3 separate regions of the Zea mays genome follow, and all the other regions are linked to region 2. The links are chromatin contacts, called in public Hi-C maps. All regions are on one chromosome and are shown on one strand. The core of a region is the stretch at or near the end of the contact, and the rest is flanking DNA. Distances in the headings are between cores, read along the strand shown. Region 1 holds the start of LOC103654851 (mitotic spindle checkpoint protein BUBR1). Region 2 holds the start of LOC103654847. Region 3 has its middle 55 kb from the start of LOC100192112.

Region 1 (3,624 bases), core at 642-3,141, 130 kb before region 2:
GCTTTACATGAAACTTGTGTCTGTGAGAGGAGTGAAAAAATAGCTTTTTTGGAAGAAGTTGTTTCATCACGAATTGTTTGGTAGAAAAAAAAACTGAAAAACAGGTTTGTGATGCTTGGAACAAAAATTCTACCAAACAGACCCTTACGCAAAATCGTTTGTAATGTAAAACAATGTTTTTAGTGATCATATAGGTGCAATGTATAACAGTTCAGTCATATGGTCACTAAAAACACCTTTAATATTGTTTTGCACTGTAAATTGTATTGTTTTGTAGAGTTTAGTTTGAATATCGGTATTGGTATGTTTAAACTGTTGGAGATGGTTTCCAATCCCTCTCCCTCCTCTTCCCTATGTTCTGTCGATCTAATTCGCATCCACTGCTGTGCATCATCTTTCACTCCCTCCCAAGTTCCAATCTGCTGCTGCCAGGAACACAAGACCAACAAAATCTTTACTCTCCCAGTCTCCCACCTCTGCTGTAGCTACTAATGAACTGCTGTGTACTCTGCTCTGTTTTTTTTTAAATAGTTTGCATTGTGCTCGGCTGCTTGTTACATATGATGGGCTTGTACTTTGGTCGGCTGTGTCATGTGTTCTATTGCTGCTTCTGCTTGGGAGAAGAATGCCACTCAATATATATTACTGTGTAAGGATCCGAAACTGTATTTGTTTCATTTTTTTAAAAGGTAACTTTATTCCTGCTATTATAATTTATACGCACCATACTAATTGATGTTTTGAAAATAGTAGGTGTATCTGCATATTCGTTGGTGATGGTATTTAACATGTGATGTTACCGCTTTAGTAAATTGGATTCACTTTAACTGCGTTTAAACAGGGAAAGCCAAGGCTTTGCCTGAGAGAATGCAAGACCCAAGGATGACGATTTCCCAAAGTTGCATAAGAAGAAGGTTGTCTACCCGCCACTGCCGTAAGACTATCTCCAACAACGTCCTATAAATTCTATTCCCTAAAGGAATATTCTCTGTCCTATACAACACGCTTTAAAAGATTATATTCTCTATATCTTTTTTTCATCTCCAACAACGTCCCCTAAATTCGGTCCTCTATATCTATAGTGTACCGGATTTTATAATACACATTATTTTTACATGTCACTTATAAAAAATTAATTAACTTATGTTGCGAAATAAAAATACTTCTTACAATACATTTTCATTTTATATACAAATTACTCATCGATCATATTATTTACAAAAAATGTATTATGTATTTCCTATCATACGCACGGAAACAAAAAATCATTCATGTGATCTAAGATTTAATTAGAGACTAATTAATTTTTAAAACCGACTACAACCAAGCAATAGCAGACAAATTTGCATGGCATCTGCACGACATCTGACAAGCGCAGGAGAAAAAGTAGAGAGAGGAAAAGGCTGGACTGCATGTGAGAACAGGATAGCGGATGAACAAGTACGCTCTGGCTTTAGCGCTCGTCAAAGTCGTCCGCTATTTTACAGTTCTATTTACAGGTTGCTGCTGGAGCCGATAGCGGACGTCTCATCCTCTAAATTTAGAGTACAGGACCATTTAGTGTTCGTTGCTGGAGACAGGCTAAGGCCAGCTCAAGGGTGAACCTGAACTGCTGCGGAGAGAGGTTCCACAGTCTAAATAGTGTGTAGACTGTAGGAACAGCATAAGCCTGTTATATTGAGCATCGGCGAATAAAAAAAATCACGCTTCTCGTGACGCAAAACCTTTGAACAAAATTTAGCTGGGCTATAATTGGGTACAAACCAGCCCAAACAAATCACAGACAGGATCACAGGAACAACTGAAAGCCCACGGCTCAGTACTTTTCGCAAACCCTCGTCGTTTAAAACCTGACCCACAGCTGCATCCGCTCCAAAACGCAACGGTCGAATCCCCTCGAATTCGAATTGCAACCGGTGCCACACCCACACCCACACCCACACCCCACCTCACATGGCGTCGCCGCAAGCAGACGAAGAGATAGTGGCGGTGCTCGACGAGGAGACTCTAGCGCTGATGGGGGTCAGCAACGCCGCCACCGCAGCGCGGGTGGCGGTGGGCGCCGAGTGGGAGAAGTTCAAGGAGAACGTGCGGCCGCTCAAGCGCGGGCACGACGTGTCCAAACTCAACCACGCGCTCGCTCAAGGCACACGCCAATCCCTCCCAGCGCACCGCTCTCGTCGAAGCCCGCAAGTACGTTGCCTTCTACACCCTTTCGCCCAGCGCTCAGGCCTTGAAGGGTCCCTTTCTGTGTGTAGCTTGCCTTGAAGGGTGTCCAAACTTGTGTTTTGTTTGCTCTGGATTTCTTTACCTCTCTCTGGGGAGGAGACAAGTTGCTGCAATAACGTTATGCTCTGGATTCTGAATCATGTGCCTTCATCGTTAGGTTGATTTTCCTGATTCAGAAAGATGATCGAGGCAATCTACGAGTACCGAGGCGAGGATCCGCTCCAACCGTGGCTGGAGTAAGCGATTCTCGATGCCTCTCTTTAGCTCGCCTCTTTCGATTTGTTCGTTCGTGGTTGCTACCCTAGCCGAAAGATTGCTTATCTCTTCTCTGCTTCGTCCGCGCGCAGCTGCATCAAGTGGGTCCAGGAGTCATTCCCGACCGGCGGCGACAGTGCGTGCGGACCTTATGGCACGACGAGCGCTACAAGGACGACATCCGCTTTCTCAAAGTGTGGCTGGAATACGTGAGTCGTGCGATGGCAGCTTGATTTTTTTCCTGTAGTTTTAGTCTGTGCAGTGAAGGCATCTCACATATCATTCCGCTGCCGATCTTGTTCTCTTTGCAGGCTGGGAACTGTGCTGATGCCGAGGTGACATACAGGTTCCTGGAGGCCAACCAGATTGGGCAGGGCCATGCCATCTACTACATGGCTTACGCATCGTTGATGGAGTCAAAGAACAAGTTGAGGAAAGCTAATGAGATCTTTGATCTTGGTATAGCTAGGTGAGATTTTCATGAGACCTATATATATATATATATATATATATATATATATATATATATATATATATATATATATATATATATATATATATATATATATATATATATATATATATATACACGGCGACACTAAAATGCACCTGGGTGCATTCTCTATATTGAATGCACCCACCTGCAATAACACCTCGAGCACGCCTCGGCCTCCTGTATGCGCGTCTTCCTGCCCCCCCGCCACGCGTCTCCCTGTCCCCGCGCCACCCTCTCCCCCACCGCCGCCGAGTGCCACCCTCTCCCCCACCGCCGCCGAGCGCCTCCCTGTCCCCGCGCCGTCGCGTGCCTCCCTGTCCCCGCGCCGCCGCGCGCCTCTCTGTCAGCGCGCCTCCATGTCCCTTGCATTAGGTGTGATTGCAACTGCTGTATAATTCTACCCAAATATCTGTTAAAAATGTAAACACAATGATTGCAATTGCTGGTGTGTTGTAATTGCAACTGCTGGTGTGGTGTGGATGCAACTGCTGAGTTGCTCTGATGTGATTGCAAGTACTGAATAACTCTGGAAATTTTGATAAAAAAATATGATTGCAACTGCTGGTCTGGTGTAATTGCAACTGCTGGTCTGGTGTGATTGCAACTTCTATATAACTATGTCCAAAAATTTGTTAAACAAACAA
Region 2 (3,630 bases), core at 605-3,104:
CGAGTGATAGTTACGACAACACACTTATGCTTGCCACTCTTCTTACCCTCACCATTGAGGCTATACGTCGTAGGCGTAGACGTTCCGGTATCCCTCGCCGCGTAATTCACAGGGATCATTATACCAGAGAGAACCTCATCCACCATCACTAATTTGGCCCGAACCCCGTGCGTTTCGCAGAAGGTAACAACTAAATACTTGTATTAATATGTTTTTGCATTAACAATGTCTTCATACTTTAGCTATTACATTTTATAGGTTCCGCATGAGTAGGCTATTGTTCCTCCGCATTATGGAAGGACTGCAACAGCAGGATAGTTACTTTACTCAACGGTTCGACGCGACCGACCTGAACGGACTTGAACCACTTCAAAAGTATGTGCGGCAACGAGGATCCTTGCTTACGGCTTACCTACTGATGTCGTAGACGAGTACATTCAAATAGGGGAGTCTATCGCTAGGGAATGCCTTATTCATTTTTGTCGCGCATTAATTGCATATTTTAGTGGGTGGTATCTACGAACTCCTAATGAAGCAGACATTTCACGCATCATGCAAAATAGCGAGTTGAGGGGGTTTCTTGGAATATTAGGTTCCATAGATTGGAAGCACTGGGAGTGGAGGAACTGTCCAACCACGTGGCGAGGACAGTTCCGTGGGTGAAATGCAAGACCTACCATGATACTCGAGGCTATCGCAAAATATGATCTCTGGATTTGGCATGCTTTTTTGGCATGCCTGGAACAAACAATGATGTCAACGTGCTATAACGATCGTCGGTATTTGACCCTATGACAAGCGATCGAATGCCACCCGTCCATTACACAATTAACGGTTATACATACAACTTTAGTTATTACCTTGCCGATGGCATATATCTGAACTGGCCAACTTTTGTGAAAGCCATTAGACATCTTTATAAGGAAAAGAAGATATATTTCACACAAATGCAGGAAAGTTACAGAAAGAATATTGAGCGCACGTTTGGATATCGACTGAGGCAAGCAACACGCAAAATCCTGAAGAAGTAAGCCTAGCTCTCGCAGCCTCATTTGTTTGGGGGAAACTACATACTCTTTCCGTCCCCCCCCCCCCCCCCCCCCCCCCCCCCCCGGAACAGGGAAACCGAGCTGCTCAAGGAGAACCCGCTGGGCAAGTTCCCCCCGAGCAGCCGTAGCCAGCGTTTCGCTGGTTGTTCTGAGAGGCATTTTCAGTGTAGCGGATTTCATGGTTGTGCGGTTGTTAGTACTGTATGCCCAGCCCAGATAAGTTTTAGCCTCTAAAGCTTTTAGATAAGCAAGCGATATGCCCGTGGTTAAGTTGACAGACATGCTGTTGTGCTTATGCGAACCTAATACTCCCTCCATTCCTTAATATATGTCGTCCGTTAGCACAAATTTAAACTACTAAGCGACGAATAAAGAGAAACGGAGGTAGTAGCTAGCGTCACGAAAGTATTTTGCTCCCACAAAATTTGGTTGGTCCGCGGGACTAAACCCGGTGTGTACGACTTGTCTCTTGTACGTGTATATTTTTTATTGGTTAAATTTTTCTCCATTTTTTTTAAAAAAAACCTATAGTGAAGCACTTGTTTCTCTCCGAATGATTAATTTGCAATGAAGCTACGGACAAAACGTGGTCGAGAACTGCCATGCGATGCAAGTGGATGCAACCATGCATTGGAGGTCCGTCTGATCGATCGGCAACCTCATGCTGTACGGAAGGAGTAGGTACAAGTGCAGTACGCCGCGGAGGACACAGCAGTCCGAGAGCAGAGGTGCAGACAAAGAAAGAGCCATTCATTCTACACATTTCTACGCATCATGGAAATGACAATAATTACATTTTGTGTTTGTGTCATGACAAGCAGTCTCGCCAGGTGATAACGTATTAAAACTGTGGCTGGCTGCCCTAGCCCACATTCTTTGTACGCTTGCATTACATCATGGGGCTTGCTAAGCGACATGGCCTAGCGGGTTGGTTAGGACCAGTACTAGTAGTGACTGGTGGTGACTGGTTAGTGTATATATATATAACAAGAGGCCCGCGCGCGCACACACATTGCATGCTCCCAGGTCCCAGCGCACCTGCTCCATCCAGGTTTCAGGCAAGCCGTCGAGGCCGGCCGGCGATGGATCGCCAGGCGAGCCGTCGAGGCCGCCGCCGGGGGCGCCACGTCCGGCTCGGCTCGCTTCTCCGCCTCCGTGTGCGGCTGTTCGGCGGCCTCGCCGGCCTCGTTGCCCGGTGCCTGGAGGAGCTCAACTGCTGCCCCACGAGGAGGACTACGACGAGGAGGAGGAGGAGTCATAAGATGGCGGTCAGCCACGGCGACAGGCGCCACCACCGACCTGCGCCAGCAGAGAGGGAGGAGAACTCCCTCCATGCAGAGGCCATTGCCGATTGCTTGGAGTTTATCAAGAGATCCTACCTGCCTGCGGCGGCTGGAGCTGGTGGTGATCGCAAGCCGGATCGCTAGCTAGTAGCTACCCTTCTTGCCCCGGTTTCGGAACCAAAATTTGGCACCCACTTCCTCCCAGAATTCCTTGGTCCCAGACAGACCAGGTCCCAAGTGCTCTGCTCCTGTAGTTTTTTTTTTTTTTTTTTGTACAGTGCTCTGCTCTCTGCTCTTGTAGTTTGTACATATAGCAGTTTTGCGAGTGACCTCTGTTCTGTTGTTTCGTGTTGTGTGCATCAAGAGTGACCAAATCTGTGTGGAGGAGGAGGAGGAGGCGAGTTCTTTCTTCCTCGAATGAAACGAGAGCTTGTCTATGGCTGCTGAGAGGTGAAATGTCGTTCTCTTGGCAATAAGAATACGTGTGGTGTGGCTTTTTCTGGGCGGTGGTTTTCAACAGGAGGTGTTAGGTGAGCTTGGGTCATGGATGGTGACCGAGAAGCATTCAAGCTTCAGTTTCTCGTGCCAGTTGACCTGGCCACTGCTTAGATAGATAGATAGTAGTAGTACAGAAGACTTTTGAGGACGAGGACGCAGGGCTCCTTGTGCAATACTGACTGACTGACAAGTATAGATGGCCAAAAAGCACGAGGCCCGTGAGCCCGGCACGAAACCCGTTTTTTGGGCCCGGTCCGAACCCGGCACGGTAAAATAAGCGGACGGGCTTGGACAGGAAACTAGGCACGGCGGGATAGCCCGGCACGGCCCGTTTACCTCTAAGCCCGTTAAGCCCGGTTTTTTTACACTAAAACGTGCTTACCGGCCCGTTTAGCACGTTTTCGGCCCGTTTTTTTCGTGCTAAACGGGCCGGCCCGGCCCGTTTAGGCCCGCTGCGGGCCGGGCTTGGACAGAAACTTGAGCACGATGGCACAGCAGGCCCGGCCCGGTTTTTGGCCGGGCTTCACCGGGCCCGGGCCGGGCCGGGCCGGGCGGCCCGTTTGGCCATCTCTACTGACAAGGATAGACATCTTAACGTTTTTTAAGTGACAATACATCTGCCCTTGCAACTCAATACTACTGCTGGAGGCCTCACAAGCTCAAATTCTAAGGGTTAAGGCTGACCGCAGTGATGAACTGCACAGGTAACGCTACGAAGATCCAGTTGAAAAAAATGGTGCAGCCATGTACGTTATATGATACTCTAAATTTAGAGTGGGCAAAGGAAACCTCATCTGTGA
Region 3 (3,548 bases), core at 866-3,365, 200 kb before region 2:
TAAATGCTAAGGCGGCACATCACTTGCCAATTTGGCAGGCGACGCGCCTTATCCACAATAAATGCAGAGGACGTGCGGCTCAGAGGCCTTACGTCAGGCTCCGCCCGCTGGCTTACGTCACGGGTAGTGGGCCACGTGGCAGCATCGGGTCTCCGTCTGAGCGGGGAGCAGAAGCGTACACGGTATGGTCCGGACACGTGTTGGCTCCGGACCCCCGCCTGGCCTTGACTAAGGTCCGGGTACTCTTTGTCCCAGAATCCCGGGACCCTTCTAAGAGTGGCCCGGACCCCACGCAGAGAGGTCCAGGACCTGTCCCGGGGGTCCGGTCTGTACCTGCGGAGGTCCTGGACCCTGCCCCGAGGTCCGGTCCGTATATGCAGGGGTCCGACACTTTCCCATGGGGGTTCGGGCCCACCGTTGATACCTTGGGGGATATTGTCTTCTCTGGCCACGTGGTGGTCCTGGAGCCGTCCACGTGGTGGGGTCGGGTGCTGTTCGCCACGCGACTAGAGATAGTTGTGCGGGCACCGTATCTTCATACTGTAGCAAGGGGTACCCCTGTTTCAGGGTACCGACAGTTTTGTACTGTTGTTGAGAGACGTATTTTATGTACCTTCCTTGCGAAGGAACCTTATTTTAGTTTCTAGATTAGATGATCAACGACGGGAACCAATCTCCTCGCCACACGCAGAGCTCACGAAGGAGGAGGAGGCGGGTCTTCGCTGCAAGACGCCGCCTCAATGATGGCTAGGAACAACGACGACAGTATGTGTACCTATACTTCTCAATAGAATAGATGTACTCATCATCGAGGTATTTTAGACACAGATTGGTATTCTAGGGGCTTAGGAATCGATTCTAGACACCATAGAATCTAACACGTTAAAGTTCATAAAAGCTTATGTTCAAAATATACACATATGAAGGTTTAAACCATAGTTATTAGCTATAAAAACTTATTTACACCAACATAACCAACAAAACAAGCATGTTTCTTGTATTTTATACTCTATATTCAAGTATATTGTACGTATTTGTATGAAAAAATAAAAAAAATGCAAACAGGTCGTGTCGTGCCTAGCACGCTGTGCCGCGCCTTAGGGCCTGTTTGTTTACCCCCCAGATTATATAATCTGGATTAAATAATCCTAAGAGGCAAACAAACAGTCCAGCTTATTTGCCGAGATTATATAATCTAACGCCTTGGATTATGATAATCCATAAGCAAGTGAGGAGGTGCTTATTTCAGATTATTTTTTTTCCACTTCCCCACTACACTTTCAAGTTTCCTAGAAATTACCCACCATTGCCATTATAACCCATCATTGACATTCTTGTCTTCCTCATACAAAAGAATCCTATTAACAACTCAAATAATCTGGGTAAACAAACAGGATTACTCAGATTATATAATCCAGATTATATAATCCAGATTATATAATCCTCCAAAAATAATCCAGATTATATAATCCATAGGGGTAAACAAACAGGCCCTTAGCCCAGACACGGAGATCGGGTTGTGCCAAACCCGTGCCGGGTTTCGAATGGCCCAGCAAACCCAGCCCACCTGGACATATATAGCGCGGTCGCGCCTCCACCGCAGCGCGCCAGCGCCTCCCCCGTCTGGGCTTCTTTTTTTTGCTTTGGCACGGTGCCCCCGCAGGCCGCAGCGTCCACAAGACGGGGGCCGTGTTTGTTCCCGGCGCGGACAGATCACTAGTATTTTAATTCAGAAAAGAGAAGGCTCGCGGCTCTCGCCCCTTGTGGCCAAAAAGCCCGATGGCCGGGCGTTCAACGCGAGACCGACCGGCGGCCGCTGACCCCACCACCACCGCCACCACCAACACCACTGCCGTCGGCGCCTGTTGCTATCTATTGCCGAACGGAGGGGTGGGGTAGCGTGGCGTACTGGCGTGGTAGACCGGAGAAACGGGCGCCCGCGCGCTTCCTGTTTCTCGCCGGCTATACGGTCCTGCGTGAAAACCCGAAGAAGCACGGCAAGGTCTCAGGCCAGCGGCATCGGCATGTCACATGCGCCGAAGAGCCTGCCCCCACACGTTTCTGCCGGCTACCGCCCGCGGCTTGAGCCCGAGCTGGCCCGGGTGTGCTCGCTCGATGCTGGCCGGCCGGGTACAGTACAGTGGCCCGAAATGGACCGGGCCGGGCGGGGCCTACGGGCCAGTCCTTGCGATATTAAAAACCGAGCATGAGGATGGCGGGAAGCAGAGACTAGAGAAGTAGAGAGCAAGCGGCGTCGCCACCATGTGTGCGTGCCGCGCGATCGGGATCCGTGCCTGCGTCCGCGGGCGCATGGGGCGCGCGGCGGTCGGCACTTGACAAGGACGGACGCTCGGCTCGGGCCGCACCGGCACCGCAGGGCAGCGTTATTGCAAATCTGTCTTCTCTGGTATACTACTACCTGGACCTGGGTCTGGCTCTGGCGCGCGCGGGGTTTTTCTACGTGGATGGATTCATGGATGGATGGATGGATGGATCCAAGATTGCATCCGCTGGGGCTGGCTGAGGAGACATGACTTGCAGTGTGTCTGAGTCTCTGAGATCTTACTGCGCCCACTTCTCTGTCGCTACTTGGGTCCGTGCGTCTTGGTGCCATCGGCTAGGCTTGCATCTGCATGCATCGGCAGCAGTTGGAGCTGGAGCGCCATGTGAACGAACTTGAGAGCGATTGGATTGTCTTTTACTATGACCTTAGGACATCATACACAGGCGTTCAGCTAATGGGTTGTTGTTATTCCAAGAGAGATTGGATCCTCACGACGAGGCACTGGTTACTGCTTTGCTTCGGAGAGCTGGCTGCAGGCTGCAGGCTGCAGGCAGCAGCCACCGATTCGAGGGCGCGGGGGGGCACGCACGAACCGAAGCTTGTTTTCCGATTCCAGCACGAGACTGTGACGACGACATCCATACAGGGAGAAGAAGTTGCAGGTGGTTACTGGCTAGCATACTACCATGCCAATCGCAGCAGCATGTAAAAGAACAGGCGCTCTGGCTTTCAGCAGGGAGCCGATCGGTAGGCGCAGCGCAGAGGCCGCGTTTCTCGCAGTCTGTGCCAGCGTTTTCCTCTCAGCAGGTCGGCTGGCTTGGCCCACCCACACAGCACCACCCATCCGTGTTGTTGGGTTGGGTGTCGCTGATATCGGTAGGATTTGGAACTAATCCTGCTCCAGTTCCAGTACTACTCCTGCCACCACTTCGCAGTTGGTATTAATGACACGTCGACACTACGCAATTCGCAACTGAGCAAGCAACCGACTGCGCCAGCTAGGTCCATGCCGTTGTTGTTGTTCGTCGCGGACCGCGGGGGACTTGCCCGACGGCAGCTCCAGAGCATGCTGGCGTCCGTCCGTCCGTCCGTCTTGGGCGCTCGCCTCGCATTCTTCAGCTCCGGCGCGCGGTCGCCGCTAGCACGTTCGAGTTTGCCGCCATCAGCTGTGACACAACATCCAAGCCCTCCACGCTGTCTAGGACAGAAACAGAAGCACGTTGCTCGGACACAAATAGTTAGTTAAAGCTCTACCGAAACCTCA

Evidence for each region. Hi-C and Micro-C count contacts between places; a contact is called where the count stands out from the background.
Region 1: a Hi-C map of ear shows a contact between it and region 2, with 2.4 times the contacts expected there. The contact joins the promoter of LOC103654851 here to the promoter of LOC103654847 in region 2. A contact is called at or near these places in 3 of 25 Hi-C or Micro-C datasets (ear, leaf and tassel).
Region 3: a Hi-C map of tassel shows a contact between it and region 2, with 4 times the contacts expected there. The contact joins the enhancer-like site here to the promoter of LOC103654847 in region 2. A contact is called at or near these places in 3 of 25 Hi-C or Micro-C datasets (ear, leaf and tassel).

Annotation. Positions count from the first base shown.
Region 1 is chr4:242,520,971-242,524,594 of Zm-B73-REFERENCE-NAM-5.0, reverse strand. LOC103654851 (mitotic spindle checkpoint protein BUBR1) reads left to right here and starts at 1,891. Exons shown (of 4, transcript XM_008681672.3): 1 at 1,891-2,193; 2 at 2,406-2,465; 3 at 2,577-2,693; 4 at 2,796-2,978. The coding sequence starts at 1,954. The coding sequence ends at 2,957.
Region 2 is chr4:242,390,555-242,394,184 of Zm-B73-REFERENCE-NAM-5.0, reverse strand. It overlaps LOC103654847, which reads left to right and starts at 1,854. Exons shown (of 1, transcript XM_008681670.3): 1 at 1,854-2,828. The coding sequence starts at 1,946. The coding sequence ends at 2,476.
Region 3 is chr4:242,588,033-242,591,580 of Zm-B73-REFERENCE-NAM-5.0, reverse strand. No RefSeq gene overlaps it. Among protein-coding and RNA genes, the nearest start is that of LOC100192112, 55 kb to the left of the region's middle. Within about 2 kb of position 2,115, at least 19 of the 20 cell types and tissues checked have an H3K27ac peak or open chromatin away from gene starts, as enhancers often do. A contact at or near this core is called in ear, leaf and tassel, where this site is marked.